Regions from separate parts of the Anser cygnoides genome. Here regions 1, 3 and 4 are each linked to region 2. A link is a contact called in public Hi-C data. All regions are on one chromosome and are shown on one strand. The core of a region is the stretch at or near the end of the contact, and the rest is flanking DNA. Distances in the headings are between cores, read along the strand shown.

Region 1 (3,154 bases), core at 136-2,635, 130 kb after region 2:
ACTTCCATTTAAGTTGGTAGCAAAAACCGCCCACTCCTTTTCGGCAGGAACTGGATTGGACTGCTAACGAATGAAGCTAGACTTTGTGCATATTAAAACAGCACTTTGATTTTTTGTGTCGAGCTGATTTCTTTCTCTCTGAAGCTGATTAAAAACAAACAAAAAGAAACTTGCTAGCCGTAGGTACTTCAGGTTTTGTCTGTAGATGAAGCAGTCTTTAAGAACATTAAATACGTCTGTAGGTGCTGATTTATTAAGAAATGTAATTGTATTCCTTTGTACACCTGCTATTTTTTTTTAATGGGAAAGATGAAGTAATGCCACTGTTTCTCTCAGTGTTTTGGTAGAAATAATGATATAAATAATCCAGGCATTCGAATTGGCTGCCTGAGAGGCATCAAGGAGTTTGAGATAATGTACTACTATCAAGGAAACCCTCAAATTTCATATTCCAATTTTTTTTTAGCTTCCATGAAGTACAACAGATCTTATGCGGTATCTAGTTTGGAGGATTTTGCCATCATTTACACAAGCTGCTTTTATTTTTCCAATAAATAATTCATAGGGGAAAAAAAAAATCCTTTCAGGAACTCTGACTTTTTTCACACTGATGTAAAACACTCCTGGCACAGTTCATCTCCGAGAGCGCTAACGCCAGACAGGTGATCCAAAATACTTGTGACCATTTTTGCTTTTATGTAACATCTTAAAGTGTAATCTGTCAAGCGGGGAGAACGCAGCGCTCTGAAAGTGTAAGTAGTTTTCTGGTAATCTACTTTTTATAAGGTCTGGATAGCAGGGATACACCTTCTTCCGAGCCAGCTCTCTACGTGCGAGCGGCGCAGGAGGAGGCAGCTCCAGTTGCAGCAGCGCCGGAGCAGGCGCACACGCACAAATCAGTGCCAGAAACAGCAGCTCTCAGCTACCGAGTCCAAAGATCACGAGTGTACCCGAGGAGGGAGCAAGGTCCAGTTTAAATGGAAGCAGGTTGGCAGTGCGCACGGGCCTCGAGTGTGGATGAATCTCTTGCTAATTAATAGTTTGAAGGAAGTCGAATTTGCCAATCCCAGAACAGTGCCGACTTTCTCTGGGGGCCCAGCATTGCGTGTTTTCTGCCGCTTGTTTTACGTCCAAACTTCTGCCAGTCAGAAACACTGTGCTGTCATGAAGAAGTGCCTGCTTTCTGTAAGTGGAGAGAGACCCTCCAACATGTGTTAGTTCTTTAATTCTTTTATAAACAAAGTCAGTTTTTGTGTTTGCTATAGCAGAGGCTTCAGGTTTTTCGGTTTGTTCAGCATTACCAGTGCAAACACTCAAAAAAAATAAAATAACAATGCTGACTGTTTAACGCAAGCGGGGAAAGGCAGCCCTGTAAATGCAGCGCTAACTTTGCCGTTGGGTGCACTGAAGTCGAGCAAAAACAAAGTTCAAAGCAAACGTGGCTGGGAGATTGCAGCAGCTTTGTGGAAGAAATAAGCCTGCACGTCCCGCATTGGTGCCGCACCGAGCGCAGTGGGGTCCCTGCCCTCCCTGCTAACCATGCGGGGACGAGACGGTGTGTCACTGTGCAGAATAGAAACCGCGCGGCGCCGTTCGCCTGGCCGAGTGTGTCAGATGCTCTGTGTCAGCGCACAGCGACCGGGAGGAGCTGTGAAGGCTCCCATGCTCGACCAGCGGCCGGGAGATTCCTCCAGCTCGAAGGGGAATTCCTGGCTGGGGAAGAGTTGCTTCGAGGGGCGTTCTCGAGGGAGAGCCGGGACCATCTCTGGGGACACAGAGCAGCGTGAGGGTATGGCGCCGACGGGCTTCAGAAAAGGCGTCAAGTTGTGGCGAGGAGCAAGGTAGCTGGAAAAGACTTACGGAGCCAGGGAGCCACCAGAGAGCAAGTTTTAGCCTTTCATGCCTTCGCTCCGTTGAGGACCAGGCCTCATCTGGGGCAAGTGAGACAGCGGCCACTGCCACATCAGAGGGGCCAGGCTGCTGCTGTGTGTCATAGCCGTGCTCAGTGTCCCCTGGGTGCAAGTTCGAGCCATCACTTGTCCAAACACAGGGCCGGATTCGGTCCTCTGCCCTGCATGGTACATAACTGTAGGGTTGCCCTACAACGCCCCAAGTTCCCAGTCTGTATGACCTGGTCGGTGTTTTGATGAGCAGTGGGCTTAACGAGGAACGTCTCGTTAATAACACATTGGAATTGAGTTTTAAGTGGCGTTGAATGACATGAATCTCAGTCCGTGTAATTACTGGGAGCCAAAGCTTGTTTCCATTGCTTTCACACCAGTAAGACATATTTGATTTCATCTGGCAGCTTCTGCTTCCAGGGAAGTTTGAATAAAATTGTATTCTACTATGTTATGAACACAAAAGAGAAAAGTGCAAAAGTGGGTTGTTTTCTTTAATGTTATTTTTAAAACTGGGCGGTACATGGAAGTAACAGAAGAAAGAAGTTCCTTTTTCAAAGGAACCCTGAGTTGGTGGAAAGATCTAAACTCACCCGAAAACTTGCTTGGATGATCTGTAATGAAAAAAACTCTTCTCTCGATCCCAGATCTTCGACCTCCCCAGAACCCCCTGAGCTGTTTGAGCCGCGCTCGCCTTCAGTGGAAACGTGACAATTACCAACTCCTCCCTTTGCAGTTTCCAAGCTTTTTCGTACCGAGGCCTGTAACATCAGTCTTTGAAAAGCTCCTGGCGTGCCAGGCAGGCAATAAGGCTGAGCGAACTGTGCTATAGAAAGAACCACCCATGATTGGAGGCAAACTATGCGGATATATGTTGGGGTGGAGGTTGAAAGGAGCGTGGAGGGCATATTTGAAGCAGACTGTGCAACTGCTACAGCAGGTCTGACTAGTTTCAGACGCCTAAAGGCAGCTTTGTCTTAACTTCAGGTAGCTGCAAAATGAAGTTTTAAAACCTAATTCAGAAATACATCGTCATCTTCCGGTGCCTCCACAAACCCTTCACTTTTCATGTGTTTTTACAGGCAGCCTTTCACCCTTGGAAGAAGTGGTTAATAGGTACACGTGCATGCATAGGATTTGCATATTTTTAAAATACACACTTCATCAAGATAGGAGACCGGTGTTCGTGCGCAAACCACGGCGTTTTTACAGCTAGTGGTAACATTTTGCTTCCTTATCTCTGCGCGTGAGCG
Region 2 (3,043 bases), core at 14-2,513:
ATATTTGCAGTTCTGGTGCATTCACATTTTTCCATGAAACATTTAGACTTGTTAAAAAAAGGGGGGGGGGGTAGAGAACCATTTTTTCAAACCTCAAACATTTTTCAAAACGCTTCTTATTTGTTGACTTTCATTGTCAGCTACAAAGCACAGTTTTGGTTTCCTGAGTTGAAAGGAATTGGGATGATTCTAACGGGAGGAAATGCAAAGTTTCAGCAGGTCTTGATCTGCCAAAAATGAAATAATAAATATTGGCCAAAGGATGTCCCTAGAGAATTGTATTTGTCTTCTTCCATTTTTAAATTGAGCCAACGATTGATCCGATTTTGTGGACATGGCTATAAATAAGCCGGTTAAAAACAAACTTCACCTGTAGTTTCACAGTGGGCTGACTAATCCTTTCTTACTTTGTTTGCATAGTGCTGCAGCACACAATTAAACAGCCAGTCATGACGCACTCACTGTGTTCTCCCTCAGAGGTGGCCACATCTCATTCTGAGCGTCTTTTTGCAAAATTCATTGTGTCCCTTTACCAGGAAAGATGCTTTGCAAATGAAGGCTGCTGCTGCTATAAAATTGGAGCTGCCTCTTCCTAGTGCCGTGAACATAAACATCAGCAACTGGATATCTTTCCAAGATAGCTTCCTCTGAAGCAAGAGAGGAGAAAGAAAAGGGGAGACTTATCATTATTGTACATCAAAGCTAAGTGTAAATATATATTACTGAGTTAACAGTGTGGAGGACTGACCACATGCACTCATCTCGCTAAAGCAGCCAAAGGAAAGTGTCACAAGTCCAGGCAAATCTTGGCGTATGCACAGCTATCATTTTGTAACTACTTGCTGTCCAAAATGCCAAGAGAAATCAACAGGACTTTTGCAATGTTTGCCGGACTTTGATCAGGTTTGGGGTGCAAAATCAGGAAGTTTGTGGTAAAGGAAAAAAGGTGGAGTCAGAATCCAGAAGCATCTGGATCAGCTTCAAGCAAAGTTTACCATCTGCCATTAAGCATTACCCCAGCCCAGCACCACCCAGAAGTAAATGTAAGCTGCTGCTGGAAGTACATTTGTAGCAGGACCAAACTCCTAGCAGGATCAGGTATACAACTGTCCTAACGCCCAGAGATCACTGAACGTTTGTAACAGGACCAAATTCCCAACAGGAAAAGGGATACAACTGTCCCAACATTCAGAGATCACTGAACATTTGTAACAGGACCAAATTCCTAGCAGGAACAGGTATGCAACTGTTCCAGAGATCACTGAGGTTAGAAACTCACCTCCTTTCTTCCCCTTTCAAGCCAACAATCAGACCTGCCTGTCGTCAGTTCCCACATGTGTTCAGATTTTTTTCTCCCCTGTTCAATTTTGCCGGAAAAGGGATATGGCTTAATTTGTTTGGACTGACCCACTAAACAAACATGAGCAGGACATGGAGTGCTAGCAAAGGTGCATGTGTGTATTCATGAAGGGAACTGACTTCTTGCTTTCTTGATGTCACAGGCAAGCCTCTTTTAGACATATTTATGCTGGAACAGACTCCACATTTTTTAAGCCCCAGAGGGATTACTTTAACAAAATTTGTGCTTCCTCTGGACTTTTTTCTCAACAACTTGCTAAGAGGGGAGGAGAAAACCAGTTCCTGATCTGCTCTAAGATATCCTTCGTTTGGTTCCAAAGTTTGGGATTTACTCACCAAAAGGCAAGAAAGCTGCTACGAGCTGCAATGCAGCGGGGGAATGGAACAAGGTTTGGACCCCTGTGATTAATTCAGATATGACACTTAAAAAAAAAAAAAACAACTACTTTCCAGGTTCTATTTGATGTTTTCAAGTGACTGGAGAACAGGAGAGGAAGCGGAGTGGGAGAAAAATGTTGCTTCATATTGTGTGTATAATTGACAGTAACTGTTTCCAGGCAAGAAACTAAATTAAAGCAACATTCTCACCCACTCTGGAGTTTCTAAACTGTATCTCCATTTGAACAGCAGCACAATAAGCTTACTAATTTCTCCCTACGATAAGCATTTACTGGGATTTGTCTACTTCCCCACCTCCAACTCATAAGGGCCTTTACTAACAGATCTCTTGTAAAAACAGAAGTCTCAAATGGCATTGCTTTCCCCTACATGTATATGTGTGTGTACATGCAACACATATATACATGTATACATGGGAATTATCAAAACACTATCATAAAGCCAGCGTTCTTTCTCGCTGCCCCTTCTCTTCCCAACCCACCTCCCTCCCCTTCCTGTGGTCAGCAAATTTGAAAACAGACTGGAACTTAAAACTTTCAAGAGCCATCCAGCCCTTGTTAGCACTGCAAACGTCTAGGTGCGTTAACAAGTCCCCGGTCCACTTCTAGGACGCGTGTTAACAAACGGCCTCTAGTTCACAATACTGATTCCTTGGATTCAGGGTCTGCTGTACTGGTTGCGTTGGAGACTTGGTTTTTGTGGGTTACCAAAGGCGACGTCTCCTCTTCAGACTTGCTGTTAGCAACTGCTTCTACGCTGACTTCTTTTAGCTCCTGCTCTTTATCTTTCTTGTCTTTTTCATTCAGGTAATTGAGGATACCTGCTCCTAGGGCGTCCCCTTCCACATTCACAACTGTGGTGGTTCGGTCCCTGGTTAAGATTAAAAACAAGAAAACAAAGCAGTGGCCTTTTAGTTTAAGAGAGTTACAACACCGTAAGGAGAGCCAAATTCATCTCCCCAGATCCACTAACATTAATGGAGCTACAGATGGAAGATGTTGTTACTGAAGGTATTTTCCACAGAAATATTATCACCATTTCAGAACTAAAAATGTGCACCAGAGAGAGTTCAAGGCAGGCCCAACTGTTACTATCAATTAGTTCTGGTCTCTCAGCAGGTCACAGCAACGCTACTGCTGTTTCTCAGAGGTCCTTCTTTTTCCAGACCACCCCCCTCCCCTTCCCCAGGCCAGCAGATTTCCAGTGCAAGTTCAGAGCAGGAACTTGATTTAGGCTTATTCAGAAAGTGATTCAGAGCACTCAATTCTCTGTTTTTAACCATAGA
Region 3 (2,894 bases), core at 265-2,764, 150 kb before region 2:
CCGTTCTGTCTGAGACCTGAATCTCTCCTGGCCTTGCAAGCTGGAAAGTCAAGATGGGAAGAAAATAATGAAGGAACTTGTGGCAGTGTTAGTGAGGAAAATTGTAAGCTTATGTTCTGGTCAACTAGCCTTGCTAGCAAAGAACTGCTACCTCCTAAAAATATATATACGTATATTGAATTACAGAAGGTGTTCAGGAAGTGTTTTAGAGGTTAAGGGCTTCTAGGAGAAAAATAGGCCCAGACACTTTATTCCCCCCATCCTCAAATCTGAAGGGTGCCATTTCCCATCCTCCAGCTAAATGAAAAATGGAAGCTTTATCTGACAAAGGAATTACAAAGTGCAGGAAAGTGCTTGTATCCCCCGTGAATGGAGCCAGTCTCTTAGACGCACAAATGCTTTGTAAAAGTTAGGTAATGCAGCTGTGATTCAGTTATCTCAAAAATAATCATTCAGTCACTTCGTGTTTAGGAAAATTCTCAATATCCTTCAGAACAGCAATTACAAACGCACACACTTTTTTTTTTTTTTTAATATATTTTTATATGTACGTATGCACACCCACGAGCTATAATTTTTAAAGGGTTCTCTTTCCCTTCCAATAAAAGCAGCACGTGGCTTGCTGCACTACCTCTCCTCCCCGGGTTCATTATGGTTTTTGTTCTGGGTGGGGCTGGCCAACAACCTGAGACAGCCCCAGCAGCAGCTGGCCGGCTGCCATGCAGCTGGGTGATCCCTGCGGATGCTTTCCTCTGCAGCTTTTAATGCTGCTGAAGACGAATCTGTAGGGTTAAGATAGCACAGGACTCCATTTAAGAGCGTAATTAAGAATAGTTTGCATGAAAGGCGTAGTATGCGGGCCGTAAACCCAACAATTAGAGCGGTCTTAAAGTTTTAGAAGCCCATAAAACGAGGGGAACTAAGGCTACTGCTGGATTTTTGGCTATTTTGTTTTTTTTAACTACGTGAAAGATGTGCGTTATCTAATCCTGGGGACAGTCAGTATCTTGCTAATAGAAACAAACCAAGTATTTTCACCTACCTCGTTACCATTCTTCCTGGAATAGCCGAATTGCCCAGCTGCCACCATAAAAGTGAAGGGGGCTGGCTTCAACGTGGCTGTTTTCGCTTCATGGTGCTCTGAACTAGCAAGGTGCCCGTGGGATCTGCAGATTGCTCCTGAGCTGGGTGGCGTGTGATGGCTTGCGAGTAGCCAGAGCCTTGGTGCATTCACATAAAGTTAAATCACAACGAAAATAAACAGCTTTCATGTGAAGGAAGCAAGGTCCGTATATGGACCTGAAGTATTTGAGGACCTCCCAGGCATTTATCAACGCTGGCATGAGGGGAAGGAGCACTGCCTATTCTAGGCTTATGGGTAGAAACTGCAGACACGATTTTGGCTTTAATGAAGCCTGGAAAATTCAACATGCAGCTTGTAAGTCCTCATACAGTGACTACACTAAGCCGTCAATCCCTAATAAGCCTTAACCTTCTGGTTTTTGGTGCTTTTCTGTTTGTTTGTTTTTCTTTCTTTTACTTTCCTAAGTCCCTTGGCATCAGCTAAGTGTTGGGAAACGTACATCTGTGGCTGGAGCCTGGTAGGAGCGGGTCCGGGCTCCCGGGTCAGCGCAGCGTCACTCATGACTTTTGATCCCGTAGGAAAGTGTGCCAAGGGATTATGTGAATGGAGCCAGAGCCGCTGCACTCTGCTTACCTTGCCAAAGGTGAACCCTTCTGCAGGACAAGGTCCTTTTCTAATAGGGGAGCAGAGGTCTTCTCGCCGTGGTGGGGGATGGAAACTAGCTTCCCTTGCTCGATGTATTTAAGGAGGTAGCTTTTCAAAATGGGAGGACTTCCGTTTATATGGTATTTTGGATGGGTGGGAGCGAGAGATGGTGAGCAATGAGGAACAGAGTAAAATTCAAGTATTCCTTCCATGTCAAAATCTAGTTCCTTCAAGTTCGTCCCCCACCATGTATTCTTGGAAAGCCAGCGAACGATTCTGCACCGTCAATACGTCCTCTCCCCGTTAAAGCAAATTACTCAATTGCTCTGTTTGGGTCCAAAAAATTGCCGTCCCAGCTTGTTTCCCCCTGGCCCTCTGTTATCACAAGAGCGTCTTGGCTGTAGGCAAACCGTGGTCCAAAACCTGGCCATCTTCCCACAAGCCTGATCGGGGTGCAGGAGGTGTCCCCAGCTGAGGATGTCAGGGACAGCCCAACCATGCTGGCTTCTGAAAAATGCCTCTCAAAAATATAATCGTCAGTTTGAGTTAACGAAGCACCCAGCTTTTCCCCTAATGGGTGTCACGCAGCTGTTGGGCACATGGGTGAAATTGGTGGCCTCGGCAGCAGAGGTTGTCACCGTATCAGTGTGGACAGGAAAATGAAAACCGGATGGTTCCGTGGCCCACCACAAGGTGGTTTTAATGGGGAGGGATGGTAGTCAGAGCACCTAAATTTTACGTGTAGGCGTCTGCTAGTGTGCTGAAATAACTCTGAGCCTAGAAATCACTGAGAGGTGATGGAAATGCAAATAATTGGTGGAAAATACAAAGTACCAAGTAACTGCTGATTTCTTGATTTTACTTTAAATGGATGATTTCTGAAGCAAAGTAACTGAAGACTGCGTTCCTTTTGGGATAGCCAAAGGCTCTGGCTGCTCCCCTAAAGCTGAGTGGTAAATCACACAGGAAGCTGTATTGCAGGCAGCAGTTTTCAAGCCTGGAAGGCGAAGCAGCAGTTTGAGTGGATGACTTCTGCAGGAGGATGGGGAGGAAGGTTGTATCTAGTGCTTCTGACCTCCGAAGAGAGGTTGAAATATAATGGGAATTCTCCAGAAGTGAAAGGAGCTACCGTAAAAACAGGACCAAAAAGGAGCCTTGGAGAACA
Region 4 (2,858 bases), core at 239-2,738, 200 kb after region 2:
GTAAGAGATTTGGTAACCATCACGTGAGGCAATCAAAAAGCACAGACACAACAGACCTCCAAAAGAGAATTACAGCCACAGGATTAGAATATATCTCCTGGGCTGTACGAACAGGGGGACAAGATCAGCCCTCTGAGCTGAAAGGCCAAAGTTCTCGGTTTATAAAATTTGTTTTTCCTCTTATTCTTCATCACAAGACTACAGAATCACTGCATTCCTTCAGCAACACTATCCTGGACTCTACTTGGCCACGCTAAATCCACCCCAGCTGTCTGCACATGAACTCAGCAGAGACGGGTCACTGTTGCTCTTCAGAGCTGTGAAAAAAAGAGGTGCTGAAGCTTGCCATAAAGACAATATTTTTGGGCTACACTACATAAAAGGTCCATGTGAATTGAAGCTTTCACCACTGAACTACTATAATGCTTCCCTGGGTGAAGTTTCAGGGAACTCTGTGCACAGGGGGTAAAAAAAAAAAAAAGATGTCTTGCTTCTGTCTGTGGTGCCAGTCACACATCAGCACACGACAGCTCATCCAGTGAGCGACCCCCATGCCGTAAGCTATGGAGCAGAGCGGCGCTTTGTGCCTCCTGCCTCCCCTCTCTCCACTGGAGGAGGCAGCCCCATTTCTCAGCACAACCCCTCCTTTACCCCACCTGGCTCTTGCTCGAAGTCCAGGGCAGCCTGCTGTCCCCTGAAGGGGGAGGGTGAGAAGTGGAGCATCCCTTCAGCCCCCTTCTCCTGCTACAGGGGAAAAGAGGATACAGAGGAAGAAACTCTCAGGCTCTGGGCTGTTTGTGTCTACTGAACGCACAACCAGGAGACCTAAGAATAAATAAAAACAGTGTAAAAGTTGCAGTACATTAGTCAGAAAAATGAGATATTCCACATTTATCTGGCAGAAGAACATAAGAAAGGAGACAGAAATGGGCATTTGAAGGAATGCTAAAAGTATAATTTACAGATGGACTGAAATGATAGAGGCATGACCAGCCTCCAGAATGCAGAAGTTCGGTGAAGGCTCTCTCAAAAAAAAAAAAAAAAGGCAGATCAAAGATCAGGGGCCAGAAGCCAAGAAAAGAAACTGATTAACCAGAGAGATCTTATTTGATATTACACACCCACTGTTCTGAGAGGGCCTCTTACAAGAATTTACGGCCATTTCAATATTATGTAGACATTTAGTGAGAAACTCCCTTTGCTGTGTTTTGTAATACCCAAACAATATTTTCATCAACACATTCGCCGCTGTGTAACTAACTCACTGTATACTTCCGTAACTTCATCACCTTTTTAAGAGCTAACCTACAGGACCACACAGTTAAAATCCATTTTTTTAGCTCCACCACTTTAACGGCTACAAATCACCAAAGGATCCAAACCCACCAACTTCAGAGGGTCTCGAGGTCTTCTGGGCTCAAGCACTAAGAAACAGACATGAACAGTTAACTAAGCACACATAAACAACCAAACCACTAAGTTCCCAGTTACATAGGGGCAGTTTTTTAATTTGGAACAGTTTACGGACTGCAACTGCTTAAATTAAAAACCACTTGGTCTTCCACATAGCAACATTTATTTCTCCAATGTGCAGGCTGTGCTTAGCAAACAGAGCACCTTCGCCAAGCAATGGGAGAAGCGCTGCAGGCACAACAACCGAGCCAAGAGGAGAAGCAAAGCTAGCATAGAACACCAGCTTCACTTCTCACGATCCCAGCGTGTTTCTTCTCCCCATTCTCCTCTTAAAAAGAAGTTCATTTTAACACAGCGCCATAAATTTCTTAGAGGTTGGGGAAAAAAAAAAAAGTGTTTCATTCTTATTTATCCGCATTTATTTCTGCGGATATTTTATAATGGAAACAATGGTCCTAAACCAAGAGTTACAAGGCAGCAAGGATGCTATTTAGTTATGCAATCAAGTGGTGTCTTTTATTGCTTGATGCAAGAGAGTTATAAACCACAGGCAAGTTAAGTGTAGAAATGTGAAGCTGTCTCCCTTCTTTGGCTGGAAGGCTCATCCATTTATTCTCCCTCAGCTGGAGAGTATCAAATCTTGTGTCTTCCATGCAGGTAAAATGAAGTTTAATAGTTACCTCACTAGACCACATAAAACTTACTTCCCATTTCAGTCATGCTATTATTATCTAGCGGTGGTGTACTGATTTTTCAGCCAGGCTCTGAGAGGAAGTATGGTAGACAAAACTTACGTGTACAAGATGGAAAATAACTTTTAAAAGACTGTGGCATATGAACAGAAATGCTACACCAGTTCTTCCTCCCAAGCTATTTTCTGTTGTAAGATCCCCTTAGCCAGCCTGTTCTGAATTACAGCAATTATGAGATACTTTTAATGGTCTGTTTTGGTCTGTTATTCAGCTGAACATCCTTAAAAACTATGCTATGAACATAAAAAAGCCTTTCCAGACAGATAAGTTTATACTGCAAGTTGTTACCCAACTGTCTGAACTTAATTTAGCCAACAGTACCCTAATTTATCTTAGTGAACAGGGAGTCTGAAGTCTTTATGGCCGTAGCTACGTTTTTTCCAAGAGGATGACTATTCATTCATTGCCCAAGAAGTGCTCTCAACATGACAGTGATGCAGGGTTTTCTTTGTCTTGATGCACACTTGCAGCTCAGGAGCTGTACATCATCCACTCTGATTAATCTGAAGAGGTCGAGCTTCGGCACACAGGCTCTCTGATAAGCAGAGGATCTGAAAAGCTGCTTGAAGGGTTGTTTATATTTCCCTTTCTCCCGTTTCCAGATTTGTTAAGTCTCAGCTAAACCATGGAAGAGTTTTGGCCTTCCAAACAAACCACTGCTCATCTTCGCCTCCTCTAGAGATGCTTATACTC

The links. Hi-C and Micro-C count contacts between places; a contact is called where the count stands out from the background.
Region 1: a Hi-C map of liver shows a contact between it and region 2, with 2.0 times the contacts expected there. The contact joins two enhancer-like sites. A contact is called at or near these places in 2 of 7 Hi-C or Micro-C datasets (both in liver).
Region 3: a contact with region 2 is called in a Hi-C map of liver, with 17 times the contacts expected there. The contact joins two enhancer-like sites. A contact is called at or near these places in 2 of 7 Hi-C or Micro-C datasets (both in liver).
Region 4: a Hi-C map of liver shows a contact between it and region 2, with 2.1 times the contacts expected there. The contact joins two enhancer-like sites. A contact is called at or near these places in 2 of 7 Hi-C or Micro-C datasets (both in liver).

Annotation. Positions count from the first base shown.
Region 1 is chr3:670,017-673,170 of Taihu_goose_T2T_genome, reverse strand. The region is part of intron 1 of SERTAD2 (SERTA domain containing 2); the gene reads left to right. Among named protein-coding and RNA genes, the nearest start is that of SERTAD2, 63 kb to the left of the region's middle. Within about 2 kb of position 1,385, at least 1 of the 3 cell types and tissues checked has open chromatin away from gene starts, as enhancers often do. A contact at or near this core is called in liver, where this site is marked.
Region 2 is chr3:803,616-806,658 of Taihu_goose_T2T_genome, reverse strand. It overlaps SLC1A4 (solute carrier family 1 member 4), which reads right to left. Exons shown (of 8, transcript XM_048060750.2): 8 at 1-2,628. The coding sequence ends at 2,394. Among named protein-coding and RNA genes, the nearest start is that of CEP68, 9.0 kb to the left of the region's middle. Within about 2 kb of position 1,263, at least 2 of the 3 cell types and tissues checked have open chromatin away from gene starts, as enhancers often do. A contact at or near this core is called in liver, where this site is marked.
Region 3 is chr3:952,446-955,339 of Taihu_goose_T2T_genome, reverse strand. The region is part of intron 1 of SPRED2 (sprouty related EVH1 domain containing 2); the gene reads left to right. Among named protein-coding and RNA genes, the nearest start is that of SPRED2, 31 kb to the left of the region's middle. Within about 2 kb of position 1,514, at least 2 of the 3 cell types and tissues checked have open chromatin away from gene starts, as enhancers often do. A contact at or near this core is called in liver, where this site is marked.
Region 4 is chr3:606,236-609,093 of Taihu_goose_T2T_genome, reverse strand. The region is part of intron 3 of AFTPH (aftiphilin); the gene reads right to left. Among named protein-coding and RNA genes, the nearest start is that of AFTPH, 19 kb to the right of the region's middle. Within about 2 kb of position 1,488, at least 1 of the 3 cell types and tissues checked has open chromatin away from gene starts, as enhancers often do. A contact at or near this core is called in liver, where this site is marked.